2 separate regions of the Sus scrofa genome follow, and region 1 is linked to region 2. The links are chromatin contacts, called in public HiChIP or PLAC-seq maps. All regions are on one chromosome and are shown on one strand. Each heading gives the region's core, a stretch centred on a gene start, on an enhancer-like site or on the middle of the called end of the contact. The rest is flanking DNA. Distances are from core to core; before and after follow the strand shown. Region 1 holds the start of ABHD17A (protein ABHD17A). Region 2 holds the start of JSRP1 (junctional sarcoplasmic reticulum protein 1).

Region 1 (2,700 bases), core at 99-2,598, 240 kb after region 2:
GGGAGCTGTTTGCTTTCCTTTAATAAAGACTTTGCTTGCTTACTGCCTCTGTTCGTGGAGTTCATTCTTCCACTGCCGTGAATAAGAACCCGGATTCTGTTATCATCTTTCTGGTATCAGAATTGGAGTTGTAGCCACCAGCCTGCACCACAAGCCACAGCAACGTGGGATCTGAGCCATGTCTGTGACTCATATTGAATCTCAGCAATGCTGGATCCTTAACCCACTGAGCGAGGCCAATCTCATGGATGCTAGTTGGATTCAATACCTCTGAGCCACGACAAGAATTCCCAGGATGAGGATGATGATGATGATGATTATTTTGCTTTTTAGGGCCGCACCTGCGGCATAGGGAGGTTCCCTGGCTAGGGGTCCAATTGGAGACGTAGCCACTGGCTACATTCACAGCCACAACAATGTTACAGCAACGCTACAGCCAACGCCAGATCTGAGCCGTTTCTGTGACCTACACCACAGCTCACAGCAACACTGGATCTTTTTTTTTTTTTTAATGTATTTAATTTTTTTAAAATAATTTTCTTTATTTTCCCACTGTACAGCGAGGGGGTCAGGTTATCCTTACATGTATACATTACAATTACATTTTTCCCCCACCCTTTCTTCTGTTGCAACATGAGTATCTAGACAAAGTTCTCAATGCTATTCAGCAGGATCTCCTTGTAAATCTATTTTAAGTTAACACTGGATCTTTAACCCACTGAGCAAGGCAGGGGATCAAACCGCATCCTCATGGAAACTAGTCAGAATCATTTCCACTGAGCCACGATAGAAACTCCTCTATCTCGGTGTTCCCCTTGTGGCTTAGTGGTACGGAAACCGACCAGTGTCCAAGAGGATGTGGGTTCGATCCCTGGAATGGCTCAGTGGGTTAAGGATATGCGGTGGTGTAGGTCGCAGACACAGCTCGGATCTGGATCTGGTGTTGCTGTCGCGTAGGCCGCGGTTGCATCTCTGCTGCCACGGGTGCAACCCTAAAAAGAAAAAATTTTTTCATCTTAAGAAGTTTTTTGGCACCCTGTAAATTTTGCTTCGGAGACGAGTGCCTCCCTTGCCTCACCCTAGTACTGGCCTGGGAATGAGTAAAGGAACCAGTGAATTGTGTCTCCACCGGAAACCTGTCCAACTTGCCCGGCCCCGCCCACCCACCAGGTCCCCGCCCACCCACCAGGTCCCGCCCACCCACCAGGTCCCCGCCCACCCACCAGGTCCCCGCCCACTACTCTTGCCCTGCTCCCCAGGAAAGCGGCCCCTCCCCCCATGCGCGCCTCGCGCCCGCGCCCCGCGCGGCCCCCGGCCCCTGTCCCTCGCGCGCACCTCGCGTCACTTCCGGGGCGGTGGCAGGAGTGAGGCTCACTTCCGCCCGCGGGGGAGCGGCGGCCGTGGCGGTGCAGGCAACCGGGCCGGGGCGCCGAGGGATTGACGGAAGGGCGGGCGGCCGGGAGCCATGGAGCGCGGCCCCGGGGCCGGGGGGCGCGGGCCGCAGCGGTGAGTGCCAGGCAGGGGCGGGTGCGGCGGTGCAGCGAGGTCTCAGTGCCTCCTGCGGCCGTTTGGGGAGCCGGGGCGGGCCGCGAGGCCAGGGCAGCCCGGCCCGACGCCCCCGAGAGCCTTCACTCACTGGGCGGCCGCGGTCCGGGAGGAGGACCCTCAGATCAGGCCTGAGAATCGCGGGACAGAGTCCGACAGAGCCCGGTCCGCTGTCCGTTCAGCCCTCCGACCTGCGGTGTGCGCCCACCGTCCTGGAGACGCTACCTTGCTTTCGGGGAGTGCCCCGTCCGAGCCGCGGACTCTGCCTCTGCCCGCGAACCGGTCCCCCAGCCCGACACCCGGGCCCTCTCCATCAGCGGGAGCGGAGCCCTGCTTCCTTAACGTCTCCAAGACACCTCTGCCGTTTCGCAGGCGTCTTTTGGCCGGCAGTGACACTTAGGCAGATTTCCCAGCCTCTGCTCCATTCCTGTCTCCAGGATGCAGCCAGGGCACGTTCACAGCCCTTAATCCATGGGGTACATTCTCCACCTAGGACTCCTTCAGGATTCCTCATCACTCCAGGATGAAGTCCAAACTGCAGCAGGGCTCACGGGTGCGGCCTGACCCAGCCCTGGCTCTCTCCAGGACTCCCCTGCTCACCTCTTCTTCCCAGTGTCCTTCTAGCTCTGGAGCCACAGTTCCTAGAACTTGCTGTTACCACTGGGTCTTGCCTTCAGCCCTGCTCTCTGTCACCTGGCATTTGCCCTGTGCTTTTCAGAGGGCACCTTCTTCCTTGCAGCTTTCCCACCCTGACTGGCTGGGTGAGGTGCCATCACAGTCGTCCGTATTTAGGTCGGCCTGAAGTATTGCAGTTGTCTGGTTCTGTCTTGTTCCTTATGACACTGCCACCTGGGATGGAATTGCTAGGCTCTGGGTGCCAGCGATGCCTACCTAGTGAGTGAGGCACCTGAGTGTGCTCTGTCCAGCCCGAGCCTGGCTCTTGAGGCGCAGTCAGTGACATCCATAAAAGACAGCAGAAGGTTGGTCCCAGGTCTGCATGGCTAAAGAGACCATTCCTCCTCTCTGTCAGACGTGGTGTACTGTACTGTAGTTTTCCCCTTTGCCCTGGTCCTTTGGCCATTTCATTGAGCAAGAACAAATAGTGGCCCTGCCCTCATGGAGTTTCTCTTTGGTTTGAGGGGCATATGGTTGAAC
Region 2 (2,947 bases), core at 299-2,798:
ACCCATGTGGTCTAACACCTGCATTCTTTAGGCTCCTTACAATCCTCCCGAGAGATAGTAATGGGTACAGAGCTTGGGAAGGGGGGGGGCACTGTTTAAGCCAGTCAAAGCTGGGAGTCCTAGTCCTGGTCTCTGAGGGTGAGCCATCCAGCTCAGCAGGAGGGTGGGGCATGGGCTTCATTGGGGGGGCCCTCTACCTCGGGCCCTGTCCTCCCGGGGCTGGCCTGGGCAGGGGTCAGCCAGTGCAGAGAGGTCCTCATCCACTGGGCAGCTGCCCAGGCCTCCATCCAGCTCTTCCAAGGCCCTGGTTGTCATGGAGATGTCTGAGAAGCAGCAGGTCCAGGGTAGGGCTGGGGAGAGTGGGGAAGAAGCAGCCTACACTTGCTGAGCCCCTGCTAGGGGTCTGGGCCTGACCTGAAGAGAAAAGGGGTCCCTCCTCTCCCATCCCCACAACAAGCCCTGGCTTTTCTCTCTGCCTGGAGCCCTCTTCACTTGGTAAATTCACACTCAGCAGGATATGGCCCAGCAGCCAGGAACTCTTCCTGACCCCTTAGGCCGGCATTGGGACCCCTCCCGATAGGCCAGCATCTCTGAGGCCCCAGCATTGCTGAGTACAGGGGCTCCTGGGCCCCCAGAGTGGGCTGAGTCCTGCCCTTGGTCACACAGAGGTGAGCAAGGAGCCCAAACCGGAACCCTTGGCCCCAGGGTCGGCTCATGTTCTCTGAGACCAGGGACTATTTTTATCCGGTGGCCAAGGCCAGTGGGACCAGTCAACATGCGGCCCATCCCCTCCCAGGCCTTTGCCCCCCTGGGGTCTTCCTTTGGACCATCCTCACCCACAATTCCTGGCACCCAGCCTCCCCTGGACCCTCTAAGTCTGGGAGCTGAAGGCCCAGCAGCAAGGACTAGCCTTGCTCTGGCCATGACAGGAAGGCCAGGGGCGGGGGGTCCCAGGGCTCCTGACCTCAACGCTGGGGGTCCCACCTCCTCTGGCTGCCTTTGCTCCCGTAGGGCAGGTGAAGAAACTGAGGCTGGAGACAGAGGCATGGGCCTGAGGTTGTGCAGAGCTGGAGTCAAACTTGCCTGTTGGCCTCCCATCCCTGCTTTTTGGGGTTCCCAGTGCCTCTGGCTTAAGCATTAATGTGACTCATATCTGGACTGAGAGGGAACCCCTCCCTGGGGCAAGAGCAGATGGTGGGGGAGGGGCCTGATGGGGGAGGGGAGTGTGCCCCTACGCGGTATGAGGGCAGCCACAGGATTTGGGGACCCCTATGGACCTTGGATGCCTTCCTAGATCCTGGGGTGGAGGGCCCACCTCTGCCCAGGCCTCCCTCTGCCCCTCTTACCCCACAGCCGCCACGCTGGGCCTGGTGGTCAGGATGGAACACAGGCAGGGTGGCCGGAGACAGGCAGTAACAGGTGGTTGGAGGCCATGGGGTGGGCCAATCAGCTCTCGGCCACAGTGGGAGGGGGAGGAAGTCTGGCTTGAGGTCCCTGCTGGGGTGCACCCCCTCCTTGGAGCAGGACCAGGCATTTGCCAAGGGGTGGCCCCGCCCCCACTGGCACAGAGCCACAGCCAGGCTGGCCCCAGTGACCCTGGGAGCACTGCTTCCTGTCTAGCAGCCTCAGAAAAGAGGGTCCCAAAGGTAAGACCACCCACAAAGTGTGGTCATCTTGCTTTTATGATCACCGACTGTGTCTCAGGAGCCCAAGGGCCATCAGGGGAGGGCTTCCTGGAGGAGGACAACACCACTGAGGGGAATCTGGGCTCTGCTGGCTGAACTTGGCTAGGCACAGCTCAGAGGCCTTGGTTTCCTCATCTGGAAAGTGGAGTCACTTCCTCCCAGGGGACAGTGAGGCCAAAATGAGTTAATTTGGGTTAAACAACCACTGGATGACTCTGGGCTGTTTTTGTATCATCCCACCAAGTCATACACACATCCACACCTTGGTTCAGTCAATCATCAAACACACAGCACTCAGCGCTTTTGTTCTGTTTGGTTTGGTTTGGCCATGTACTGGGCATGCAAAGGTTTCCACCCAGGGTTCAAACTCATGCCACAGCAGTGACCAGAGCCACAGCAGTGACAATGCCATGTCCCTAACCTAGTAGGCCAACAAGGAACTCCCCATTTTTCTTTTTTATTAAACACTCTCTCTTGCCCACCACTTTGTCATTTTCTTAAAATAACAGTCTTTTTTTTTTTTTTTTCTTTTTTTTGTCTTTTTGCCTTTTCTAGGGCCGATCCTACAGCACATGGAGGTTCCCAGGCTAGGGGTCTAATCGGAGCTGTAGCCGCCGGCCTACACCACAGCAACGCGGGATCCGAACCGCATCTGCGACCTACACCACAGCTCACGGCAATGCCAGATTCTTAACCCACTCAGCAAGGCCAGGGATCAAACCCACAACCTCATGGGTCCTAATCAGATTGTTAACCACTGAGCCACAACGGGAACTCCCTACAATAGCAGTCTTATCGGAACACAGTTCATTACCATACAGTTCACTCTGTAAAGTATACAATTCAGTGGTATTTAGTACCTTCCCACGGTTGTACCATTATCATCTCTATCCAATTCCATAACATTCCATCACCCCAAAAAGAAGCCCCATCCCCATCAGCAGTCACCTTCATCCACATCCCAGCCCTTGACAGCACTAACCCACTCTCTGTGTCTGTGGATGTGCCTGTTCTGGACATTTCCCATCCATGGAATCACACACTGCGTCCTTCTGTATCTGCTTCTCTCACTGAGCATCCTGATCTCCAGGTCCATCCACGTGGTAGGCAGTGAGTGTCAGGGCTTCTCTCCTTTTCAGGATGAGTGATGCTCCCACGTGTGGAGGGCACATGGTATGTGTCCTTTCACCAGGATCTGACAGGGTTGAGATTGGGGGAGGAGGTAGGTGATTTGGTCAAGTGCAGGATCAGATCCTCTCTTC

Evidence for each region. HiChIP or PLAC-seq counts read pairs in DNA pulled down with a chosen protein or histone mark.
Region 1: a contact with region 2 is called in an H3K27ac HiChIP or PLAC-seq map of alveolar macrophages. The contact joins the promoter of ABHD17A here to the promoter of JSRP1 in region 2. A contact is called at or near these places in 1 of 47 Hi-C or Micro-C datasets (liver) and 1 of 2 datasets of contacts at active chromatin or transcription factors (alveolar macrophages).

The regions. Positions count from the first base shown.
Region 1 is chr2:76,656,725-76,659,424 of Sscrofa11.1, forward strand. It overlaps ABHD17A (protein ABHD17A), which reads left to right and starts at 1,349. Exons shown (of 5, transcript XM_003122999.6): 1 at 1,349-1,506.
Region 2 is chr2:76,420,857-76,423,803 of Sscrofa11.1, forward strand. It overlaps JSRP1 (junctional sarcoplasmic reticulum protein 1), which reads right to left and starts at 1,549. Exons shown (of 8, transcript XM_021084195.1): 1 at 1,347-1,549; 2 at 985-1,031; 3 at 198-350. The coding sequence starts at 1,534.